Regions from separate parts of the Mus musculus genome. Here all the other regions are linked to region 1. A link is a contact called in public Hi-C data. All regions are on one chromosome and are shown on one strand. Each heading gives the region's core, a stretch centred on a gene start, on an enhancer-like site or on the middle of the called end of the contact. The rest is flanking DNA. Distances are from core to core; before and after follow the strand shown.

What was found. A called contact is a pair of places that touch in the nucleus more often than the background predicts.
Region 2: a Hi-C map of the G1E-ER4 cell line shows a contact between it and region 1, with 2.1 times the contacts expected there. The contact joins two enhancer-like sites. A contact is called at or near these places in 4 of 484 Hi-C or Micro-C datasets (the G1E-ER4 cell line, nephron progenitors, neural progenitor cells and 1 more) and 1 of 115 datasets of contacts at active chromatin or transcription factors (forebrain).
Region 3: a contact with region 1 is called in a Hi-C map of the N1E-115 cell line, with 4 times the contacts expected there. The contact joins two enhancer-like sites. A contact is called at or near these places in 1 of 484 Hi-C or Micro-C datasets (the N1E-115 cell line) and 1 of 9 other capture datasets (embryonic stem cells).

What each region holds. Positions count from the first base shown.
Region 1 is chr1:14,229,871-14,233,831 of GRCm38.p6, forward strand. It overlaps Eya1 (EYA transcriptional coactivator and phosphatase 1), which reads right to left. Exons shown (of 18, transcript NM_001310459.1): 10 at 1,543-1,682. Among named protein-coding and RNA genes, the nearest start is that of Eya1, 78 kb to the right of the region's middle. Within about 2 kb of position 2,536, at least 10 of the 459 cell types and tissues checked have an H3K27ac peak or open chromatin away from gene starts, as enhancers often do. A contact at or near this core is called in the G1E-ER4 cell line and the N1E-115 cell line, where this site is marked.
Region 2 is chr1:14,489,817-14,493,818 of GRCm38.p6, forward strand. No RefSeq gene overlaps it. Among named protein-coding and RNA genes, the nearest start is that of Eya1, 180 kb to the left of the region's middle. Within about 2 kb of position 1,500, at least 4 of the 459 cell types and tissues checked have an H3K27ac peak or open chromatin away from gene starts, as enhancers often do. A contact at or near this core is called in the G1E-ER4 cell line, where this site is marked.
Region 3 is chr1:14,568,849-14,572,718 of GRCm38.p6, forward strand. No RefSeq gene overlaps it. Among named protein-coding and RNA genes, the nearest start is that of Msc, 190 kb to the right of the region's middle. Within about 2 kb of position 2,058, at least 16 of the 459 cell types and tissues checked have an H3K27ac peak or open chromatin away from gene starts, as enhancers often do. A contact at or near this core is called in the N1E-115 cell line, where this site is marked.

The sequences.
Region 1 (3,961 bases), core at 1,286-3,785:
TCTATTTATAAGTTTGAAGAGACAGAAGTTAAAAGGAACTCTCATGACTTATGCTAAGCAAGTTAAATATCAATCATTTCAAGAAGAAATTGAAGCTTTAAATAGTTTACTTATGTCACATTAGCAATCAAGCAGTTATCATAAGGATGAGTTATAGCGCTGGCTCTCAGGGCATCTGAGTTCTGCATGCAGCAACAGACATACTTTGAAAAACAAGCTAACTTCACTGCATATGTGCACACATACTTATCTGATACAAAGTCCAGGATACAGCCATTTATATATGATTTACATTTTATTGGGTATTCTGAGTAGTCTAGATATGGTTTAAATGGTTGAGAGACAAGAGATGCTGCTAAGTGGTAGAGTGCTTGCTTAGCATGACTGGGCTTCAGTCCCCAGGACAAAGAGCAGGGAGACTACACAGGGTGTGTGTGAACAGCATGTTGCTTATGGGGGACTTGGACACCTGGGAATTTGGGTATCAACAGGAGGGATCTTTGAGCATGTCCCCTGTGGATATTGAGGAGAAACTATGCATTTTTGATCAGGTGTTTTAGGTTTTCAAATTAAGCAGCCACCCCACACAAACTCTTAGACACTCAGGGGGTATTTTGAACTGGGCTTGGAGTTCATTTCAAAAAGTTCTTTGAGATGCTGTGACATCTCCATAGCCTGTTCATCTCCCTCACACCAGCACACTCATGTACATAGATGCTGCTGGAAAATGTCCATCTTCTCTTCAAAAAATAATCAAGTTTTCCACCATCAGATTTTACTTTGGCCAAAAACAGAAACTTAATTGCAGTGGCTTTGAGGCAATGAGATCTGCTACCCTGTCAGTTTTTGCTTAATCCCCCAGCCTTTGAACTCCACCAAAACATGTTCTCAGTAGCTGATTACCATTTCATTTTAGAACACTGCATTTTTCTCTTTCTCCATGTACCCAGCCATGTCTTTACTTTCAAAGTGGCTTTGCCTCTGCTCTTTCAGGATCACACTTACTTAATGGGAATGGTAGTGACACACAACAGTGCAGTAGAATTTTGTTAAGGCAGAACTGCTTTGTTATCCTTTGAGTTTTGTTTGTGCGAAACAGGGTGCCACACAGCCAGGCTGGCCTCAAACTCACAATGAGCCAAGAATAACTTTGAACTTTTGGTCCTTCTACCTCAATTTCCCATATGCTTGAAAGACATGTGTGTGTCACCACACCTAGCTACTATTAGTAAAGAATTGCCTAAAGCTGGGGAGACATCCTATGGTGTCCACATATGTAGCTTGTTTGAGATCTTGTGTTCCATCTCCAGGGCTTCAGAACAACAGCAAGAATATCTACTAACGACCCACATCAGCTATGAAAACTGTGGGTAGACAGGTAATATGAAAGAGGGAAAACTGGTCTACTTTTTCAATACAAGCAATAAGCCATAACAAGAGTGTTGGGGTCCTTCCTCGCTGATGTTCACAGGCTAGTTCTCCTGATGCAGCAATGAGCGACGTGACACCTTGTTCCTTATTTTAGTACAGGCAATGTCATACCTCAAGGTCAGAATCCGGGGGAGGGGAGGGATTATTGTTTCTTCTGCCTCGGCCACGTGACTTCCCATCTGAACCTCGACGCAGCCGCTCGGAGTCAGTCTCTTTAATGGGTGTGGAAGGACTGTGGATTGTACTGTACTCTGTAAGGACATAAGAACTTTCAAGTCCCGCTATCATGGTGCCAAGAACAGCTTAATTCACAGGGAAGTTACATTCCATTTAGCTTTAATCCAACGTTTTCTTTTACATGCATTAGGAAATAGCTCGACGGTGGTGGCACACGCATTTAATCCCAGCACTTGGGAGGTAGAGGCAGGCAGATTTCTGAGTTCGAGGCCAGCCTGGTCTACAAAGTGAGTTCCAGGACAGCCAGTGCTATTCAAAGAAACCCTGTCTCAAAAAACCAAAGGGGGAAAAAAAAGGAAATAGCTCAGGAGATGTGAGAATCTAAGACTTGTTTTGAAAGTACAGTGTGACCATAAGCCACTCAACTTTGACTAAGCTTGTAGGACAGCAGGTTGTCCTGGATTGCCTCTAGTTTCCTGGGGTCTCTGTGATGAGCTGACGCTTCCTTCCCAATGGATGATCTCCACTGCTCCCTCCCCAGTGCTCTGTACCACTTCACCCTGACTCCATAAATGGCTCTTCGCCATCCAGGGAGCCTGATATTTGATTCAGCTCTGGCTCCCGCAGTTACAAACAGGATTCTGGTTCATGGAGAGAGATGAAAAGCCAGCCAGCCCCAGGGCAGGGAAATCTGAGTCATAGGGAAAAATGTTTTTTTTTCCAACATTGAAAATCACCACTTTCTCCCTTATTGTATGTGAGAATAAGACAAAGAATTGAGGCAGGCAGCAGACTTTTCGACAGTGCCCACCTGGGTTCTTCTTGTGTTGTAGCCTTTTTAAAGCAAACATCTAACACTAGGCCTAACATTAAAATTACTCATCTGGCTTCCTCAGAGAAACCACTGGCATAAATGCATAGAAACCACAAAATGAAGAGCAACTCCAAAAAGGCTGGAAGCAATAGCTGAGCAGGTGCTGTAGACTCTGAGGAAGATTCTAATCCCGTGTGCAGAATGAACAAACCTGCCACTTTCACCTCCTATTCTGGTCAGGACTCCCATCAGATAATGTCTCCTTTGCCAGACGTCCAGATGGCCCTGTGGTGATTTTCCCCACGAGGCTCAGAGCCACATTTCTTCACTAGATAAAGATGAGGAGCTCTCTATTTGATATGAATACTTCTTCCTCACTGTGATCTTGTTGATCATTCATTACCAGACAGAAAATACAAGGGCAACAGAAAGCCTGGCAGCCTTCGATAGTACACCTTGGGTCCTAAGTCTACCTTATCCACCACAGGTCCTCTGAGGTCAAAACATGGCACCAACATTGTTTCCAAACTAAAAAATGCATCTCTGATCTTTGTGAGAGAGGATCCACAGCAGCAGACTTCCACAAGTCATTTCCATATCTCAGCCACTTGCTCTGCATGTCTTGTTAAATATTAACTCACCAGATCACCAGGACTCAGCAGAGACACTTGTGTGTCCTTTTCATCACAAACAGAATTATGAACTCCCTTATATAAATGGGCGATGGGACTTTCCTACCCAGAAGCCAACAATATGACCTATAAGCCACTCACTCATTTGTTTTCCTAAGACAGTCCAAACAATGCCTCTTGTCAGGTCTGCTTAGGATTTGTTTGTAAGCTAACTCATTTCATAGAAATGTTAGACTCAGGCATAAAGAAGAGTAATATTATGTCATTTTCAGAAAAATTGATGAAACTGGAGATTATCATATCATGAGAATCTAGATTTAAAAAAGACAAATTTCTGCATTTCTTTGTTATATAAAACATAGATTCAAAATATATGACATGGAAGCACATGGGGACTAGTCTCCAAAAAGAAGGACACACTGTAAAAAAAGTATATGGTAATAAAACCCAATACACATACATACACACACATACAGAGAGAGAGAGAGAGAGAATATAATTGTCACTCAAGTCAACACTAACATTCTTTTTCTGCAAAGGCAGCCACACCCTCTGTTTAAGTATTCTAAGCAAGGAGAACAATGGGCTCCAAATGAATGTTTTAAGTAGTCAGACAGATTCAAAGTTGTATTTTCGAGGAAAGTTTAGCCTTCCATTTTAAGAAACATTCCACAATGTGTGGAATCTGGGTGGTCCCCACCTAAAGAACATGGGGCAGTCTCCACCATGGCTTCAATATGAAGCATTCTTTTGAAGAGGTTAGCATTAGATGCAGCATCTTATAGGCTAAGTCCTTCACTGTAAGAGCAATGATAAACCTGGGGCTCCCCAGCTTTGGGAAGAGCCTATCTGAGAAGAGCTAAAGACATCTAGCTGCATCTTGTCACATGGTAACTTCTATATATGG
Region 2 (4,002 bases), core at 250-2,749, 260 kb after region 1:
TACATCTGATATCTACTGTTGTTGGCCATGTGTTTCTTTTCCATATTTCCACATTGAACTTACAGGGGTAATAAGAATGGTAGAGTTACATGAACATGAAAGGTATTTCACTTGTAATTTAATTTCTGCTCAAGATGAATCTGTTCTGTACTAATATCATGTTTGTTATTGTTTCCTGGGCTCAAAAGGAAGGGCTGAGATTATTGAGAAGTCAAAGCCGTCAGCAGTCATCTGCTTCAGGTAGAGGTTCCACCCCAAAAGGCTACCACTCAGAAACTTGGAGAAATCACAGAGAGCCATGGACTTTATTTACAAACTCTGCACTGCTTGCTAAATCAGCATAGTTGTTTCCAGATTTCGACATGTCAATCCAAGCCATGAAATATATGACATGACTGAGCCTACTGATATTTACGAGCCTGGCTTAGACAAGCCCTTAATTCCCTTGCTGGACTTGATCTTTCATGGTTTATAAATAAGCCTGCCTCCATTCCAGCATTTATCCAGTGGGTCTGCAATTATTTCCCTACCTGTCTCTCTGACTCACTGCAGCTCCTTGAGGTCTAGGACTGTGCTTTATTGTCCTGGTCACATATGGCACCCATTAAATATGTTTTGGATGAATCAGCAAATAAATTGGTGAGCGGATGAGTAGTGTTAATGCATCACACTGTTTGAATGGATAAAAATATTGAGCTAGAATTCAGTGAACAATTAAAGGCTGATATTATTACCAAGAAACTTACAAAAAAAATTAATGGACATTCTGGCTCTAAACGTTTGTTTTAGTTACCCTAAGAAATGGGCTCTAGCAAAGCAGGTGACTTGATTCCTGTCTGTCAGTCCACCTATTTCTCTGCAGTTATGTATTCCTGAAATGGCAGAAACCTACTATAATGCTTAATCTTGAGTGGATTTCAGTCACCTAGGAAAAACTCCATCTCTGGATATCTGTGCAGGACTCATATGTGCATTTGTTCCAAGTGGTAAAATCCTTCATTTGGTCACACTTGGCTCAACTATGATAAGGACCTGTATGAAGTGCCCTTGAAGTTGTACAGGACAGACAGCTACCCTCGTGCTGGCTATTAAAATGCAAGGTGCTCTCAAAAGAAACCAAGGGACTTAGCAGTACCTTGGGCCCTACCTGTTCAACCTAAAGCCCAAGGTTAGTAGGGTTAGTAACCTGCTCTGAGCGTAAACAAAAAGTGCCTTCCTGAATTCCAAGGGTGCAGTGGGGAAACACAAAGAAGTTACTGATCAGGGTTCAGCTGGGCATGCATTTAAATACAACCTGACTCTTGTGTCTTCTACATGCCTGAGGCAACCTGATTGCTCGCTAAGGGCACACAGAGGCAAACAGCCCTTTCTAAGACAAATTCCCATCAGCCATCCCCACCAGACTCCTTGAGGCATATTAAGAGCTTTATAGCTCTAGAGGGAAGAGCCCCACTTGTAGTCACAGCCTTGGATTAGGTACTTGAAAAATAATCCCCCAGGCAAAGAAGGGCAGTAGGAAGGCTCTGCTGTGTGAGAAAGAGACAATATCTTTTCAACATCTGAAGGACCAGGCTCCTCAAGTCCTTGAAGAAGGCCAGCTGAAGGATGTAAGGAGCTTGCCCGTTGCTGGCCTTCACTGAAGAGAAGGAGCTGTGGGAAGCATGGCTCTGGACTGCTAGTGAAAAGCTCCATTTTTCCAGTGTGTGTGCCCACACAGAATTAATGGACTCTTTAAGAACTTTCTTCCTTTGTCACTCTTGGAGTGTTGTGGAAGGAGGTCCAGTGAGCACACAACAGCAAATAAACAGTAGGAAGTGTTAAACTTAAGCATGGTGAAATAGTAAACTCTATAAGAACCAAGGATAGACTCTGCCAAGAACTTAGCTGCATACCTCTTAAGAGCCCAGAAGCATCATGAAGCTGGGCCCCTGGTGATGACATAATTATTCCTATACAGCTTCGGGCATACTAGGAAACAATCTTGGATATATTATTGTGACCAGAAAGCTTATCAAAATATGAAACACAGACAAAAACATGTGAACCAAAACATCTAGTTAACATTCACAGCCTAAATTTCTCCCAAATTGATTGATTGATTGTGTGTGTGTGTGTGTGTGTGTGTGTGTGTGTGTGTGTGTGTGTGTAGAAGTGGATGCATGGGAGGGTACACATCACTTTAATGTCATTCACCTTGATTCTTGAGAGAGGGTTGCTCACTGGCACTGGCAGCTTACTATTCAGACTAAGCTGGCTGGCCAGCAAACTCTAGGAATTTTCCTGTCTCTTCTTTCCTAAGATGACAAGCATGTATCACAAAGCCTGAGGTTTTTATTTGGATGATGGGCTTGTAACTCATGCTTGTGTGGTACACGCATTACTGAGTTATTTCCTCCAACTCCTTCGTTTGGTGGTCTTTAAGAAATGCTTCAACAGCTCAGAGCCCATTGTTTCCAACTTCAGTAAGATCATTTTCTGAATACAAGAAAATCCTCCCCACATGCGCACATACTATCTTCTTGTCATGCATCCGCTAAGATAAAGAATAGCATGATATCTTATGTGAGGGTTGGCTTTTATATTGGGTCTAGCTCATCACAAGATCATGTCTGCAAAGTGTGCAAAATCGAGAAAGAAAGGGCGCCAAAGTTGGCAAGCCATTGAGACAGTATTTCTACATTAAAGAAAAAGGCTAAAGGTAAAAACAGGGAGCAATAGAATTAGGAAAAACTATTTCCTTTTTACTTCATATATCATGTGTATTTTATTTTCTCCCTGCTGGTATTGAAAAATGGATTGTTTTAGAGGGCACATTAGTCATCGGTAATGAACCCAAGCCCCATCAGACACTTCATACCTGTGGCTCCCCAGATGAAAGAGTATTTTCATTACAGCACACCATGGCTTTGCTCTTTGCCTTCTCACCAAGTGTTGAGTGTTCTAACATTCCTGAGAGGCAGAAGGAAACTGTTGATCGAACATTGCTTTATGGAAAAGAAAAGGGCTATTCTGAGATATGCCCCAGAAGACTACACCTACAGATTGAGTAAACATATCAAATCAAGGGGACCCTAAGAAAATTTACAAACAGAAGCCTGCAGTGAAAGGAACCGTTGGATAAATGACCTGCAGAGAACTGTGGAACTCAGTCATCAGGGGCTCCAGAAGCCACAAAGCACCGACTGTCACCTTCCTTTGGTTTTCTTTGCCTTCTTAAAAAATTTGGTTCCATCAAGGAAAACAGATTCGGCATGTGCACATGTGCCGTCCTCAGGAACCCCACACCCTGGCCTTTCAAAAAGGAAGGGGTGCTGCTTACTCCCTGAAGGCCCTGCTGCGACCAGGTTGATCTGTACCCAGGCAGAGGCTGTCTGCTGAGGCAGATTTGTTTCATGGAAGCAAATTCCTGCCCTCATTTTGTTTTACACTTTTTGTTCATTTTCTGACTTTGATGATTTAATGGGCTTTGTTGTTTTTTTTTATTTTTTTATTTTTATTTTTAGTCTGAAGCCTGCTTATTCTTTATGTAATTTCCAAATGAGTAAGACTAGGTTTCTTTTTTGATTGTCATATATTTATATGTGTTTACAAAAGATAACATCTATTTCAGTATATTTATATATTTTATGATGATAGAATCAGGGTGGTTAATGTGTGCATCACTTATAAACATCTCTTAGTTCTTGTGGTGAGGTCAGTTAAAGTCATTTATTGCAGCTGTTTGGAAGGATACACTATATTCCTGTCAGCTTCAGTCACCCTACAATGCTATAGAATTTCTACATCTGTGACTTAGTCTAATTTCATATGAAATCAAAGGCAATTAGACACAGATTAGGAAAGTGACAATACACTTACTTGGCAAATAAAGATGAATCCAAACTGTTTTTAAGAATGGAAGATATCTACGTTTTTGATATAGCACTACACATGAAACTCAAGAAAAATGAAGACTGAAGTGTGGACACTATGCCCCTCCTTAGAAGTGGGAACAAAACACCC
Region 3 (3,870 bases), core at 808-3,307, 340 kb after region 1:
TATACTACCAAGTGAGCTCTAATGTTACCTGACGTGTCAGGGACAAACACAAATCAGTAAACACTGAGCTATAAAAATGGCACGTGAACCCCTCATTTGGTAGGGTGAATTTTTCTATATTATCACAGTATGAAAACATTTCCCCGTAAATTGCATAATAAAACCTATGGTTAAATGCTAATCTTAGGAATCTGAGGGCCAGCCACATAATTTTAAAATATTCAAATAGCACATTTTTGATTTCAAGTAAATGACTAATCATTTTCCCTATGATATTTTCCAAAGGAAAACCAACTTAGTATATTAGATATTGGATTAGTAATTAGTGATTATTTTTAAAAATTGGCAAAATCTAAACATGAGAGAGGATGCAGTGATATGCAAGATAATTAGATTCCCATCTTTTTGAAATTAGTAAAATACTTGAAGTAACAGTGAAATTAAAGAAAAAGTTACTTCATGTATTTCAGATTAATGGGAGAATATAATAGTGAATTTATTTTCTTAAAATATATTTATTATTCATCTACTAAATATTAATTATATTAATACTTAACATCTACATAATAAAGAATGTCTTTAATGGAATATTCAATAATATTTGATATTATATTGTTAATAAATATCTAACAAATACACAAACCTGTTTACTATTTATCTAACAAATCTGGTTTAGTGTGCTGTGTGTGTTGTATATGTGTATGTGTGTATATGTGTGTGAGTGTGGATGTGTCCACACATGCCATGATATTTGTGTGCAGGTCAAAGGAGAACTGGTGGGAGTTGGGTCTCTTCTTCTAGCAGTGGATTCTGAAACAAACCATCAAGCTTGGTGGCCAGCCAGCACCTTTATCCAATGAGCTACCACATTACACTTGATTTTAATGAAGTTAAATTAACTCAAGCTTATTTGAAATGAGTAGATACTTTGTAATTCACTTGGAAAGAATGACGAATTTATGACAAATTCAAATTTGGTAATGAAGTCAAATTTTTGAGTAAAAGCATATTAAAGCAAAAAAACAATGGTATAGGAAGAGAAATAGAAACATATTTGCTGAGAAATTTAACAATAATTTTTGAACTGTACTAAAAATATCCCAAGGTATTCTTAAAAATTTGTAGTAAAAACATCAAAGTATAATTGATACCTACAGTTTTCTTTTGCTTAAAACGGCCCAGTTTTCCTAAAACAAGGGATATGTAGTTAGTCACTGAAAAGCAACAATGGAGGAGAAAAATCTCTTTCTGATGTGCTGCTGAAGTAACATCTGTTTTGTGTAGCATGGACAGGAGGGCAGTGTTTAATTCATCCATGCTTACAGCTGCGTAGAGTGTAAGAATGTATAAAATATAATGTGATTTACTGTGTTTTGTTGTGAAACCCAATAGTAAAATGGTTCAGATGCCCCTGAACATAATCTGGAACTGCATAGACTCGTACACTTCATTAACAGACTGCACATGTCCTGATAGCAGAGCTCTCCAATGGAGAATAGGCTGCTCTGCAGCTGTTAGCTCTATGCAGTAAAGGGGCCATTTGCAAATCTCTTTAATAGCTTTGCCATTTTCTACCACTTGAATGAAAATGATAATGTGTGGATCTCACAGTCATTAGGAACTTTCTCTTACTCCTTTAGGATTAATTTTCGCTGACCCAGAATTTTATATTTGTTTAACACAAACCTAGGGCTACTTTGATGTTATCTGCTTCTATAAACAGTAATATACAGTCCTCTCTTGGGCTAAAGCAGCTTTTATTCCAGTGAGAATTGATGGTATTAATCATTCTGAAGTCCAAGAGTGCTGACCATAAATTGTGTGCTGGGCCTGGCCTAGTACCTCCCAGGCCTGCATTCATCAGCACGTGCCCATTTCCACCTAGACAGGAGGACATAAAGAGTCATTTATCTCAGAACTCAGGTTTCGTGACCCGCTTCCTGACTACTTGTCAGAAGAGACATTCAGTAACAAATAAATATTTGTTCTACCTTTTGACATAAAGACCTAAATTAGCTGCCATCTCTAAAGTCTGATCCCCTCAAGTGGTCAGACTGGGAAATGCACATCGTGCTCTTCCAAGAGAAAAACCAAATGGCAGCCAATACAGGGATTCACATCCAAGTCCTGTCGAAAATAAGAGACGCAACTTTGAATCATCACCAGGATCTCAGCCCACGTTTACTTTTTACCATATATTATAGATAAAAATGTCAGCCAATAGTTTAGGAACTGCCAGACTTGGAAAGTGTTTAGAAGACATCATTTATTAAAATAATAAACATCTGCACAGAGCTACAGAACTATTCATTTCAAATAAAAACTGACCAAACTCCAGATCAATATATATCAAGATAAAAAGTGGACATCAACTCTCTTATGCAGACATCCATCGTGGCATGGTCTCCCTCCCATCCATATTTAGATTCCACAAGGGGGTTGAGCTTGCTAATTTCATTTTCAGGGCAGGGAGGTGATACACTCTGGTAAAGAAGAGGAGAAGGCAGAGCCCCAGGACAATAACCAGAAGGGCGGCCTGGAAGCTGGATGGCAATCTTAAATTTCAGATTCTTTTGCCTCTGTATGATCTTATTTTGTAGCTTCTGGTCGTCCCCCCCCCCCCTTCTCAAATCATTACTGAAAGAAGGCAGGCCCACACATACAGAACTCAAACTCTTGATGATGGTAACATATTTGCAATATTTCTGGTTTTAACCTAAACACAATTTGGATTTTGTAAATTTCAAATCTCTCCCTGTTTTGTCGTGAGTGTGTGGTTGTGTGGTTTTAAAATTGTGCTGGACTCCAAACTGATCACTCTGTGAGTTTACTGTACATTAAAAATACCCCAAACCCTATCATTGAACGCAATAGAAACTTGAATAAGCCCCTTCCAAATCCAATCACAGTAGTAAACCTGTAAGGGTTTTTGTTGAGTGAAAACTGAGGAGATTAAAAATCTTGCAAACATGCTCTTTTTAAAATTGCAGCTATAAATTTCACATTAGTTTTTGTTTTTTTAATCAGGTGACTGAAACCAGAGTGGAAATGTTTGGTACCCAAAGCTACTCTACGGACTTGCTTTTCACATTTTTCCCCCCTTCTGGAAAATAAAATGCAGTTTGTGTCAAGTTCTCTTCTCTGAGCTCAACTTCCCTGGTATAACAGTAATTCCTAGCTAGATGACTGGAGACTGAGGCTCCTGTGTTTGAAGAATGCCTGAATTTGACCTTTATAAACGGCATTGTTCACTATGTGCTCTGGACCAGCAGAGATTGAAGAATGATACCAATGTCCTTGTCCTCATTGAGGACTTGAGAACGTTGCTCCCTGTAGGTTACAGTCTCGATGGTGTAGAAAAATATCCATGACATAAGTGTCTGGTGATTTCTGTTCAGAATATAGGAAACTTCTCATAACTCATTGGTGAAGGCAATCAATCCAATTAAAAATTAGACAAAATATTTGAATAGCTATGTATGCATTAAGATATATGATATCCAATAGACATAGAACAACATGCTAAACCTAAGCCTTAATGAGTTTCCAGTTCCCATGGCAATGATATACAAACAGTAACATGTGCTAAAAACGATGCAAGAAAACTGTAACTTTCATACAATACTTGTGGGAATATAAGATTGTAGAGGGATTGGGGGATTGTCAGCTATCTGACACAGTGACTGCATTTCTCAGGGTCTATACAACTCCCCACAAACGTCTTTGCATGAATATATGATTTTGAGAACATGCCTAACCAGAATGTATATAGTTGTGCTTCAGCTGATGAACATGTAAACAGACTGTGATAAGGGCAGACAGCACAACCCTGTTCTGTAACGAAAATATCAGGTAAGTATGTGAGTTGTC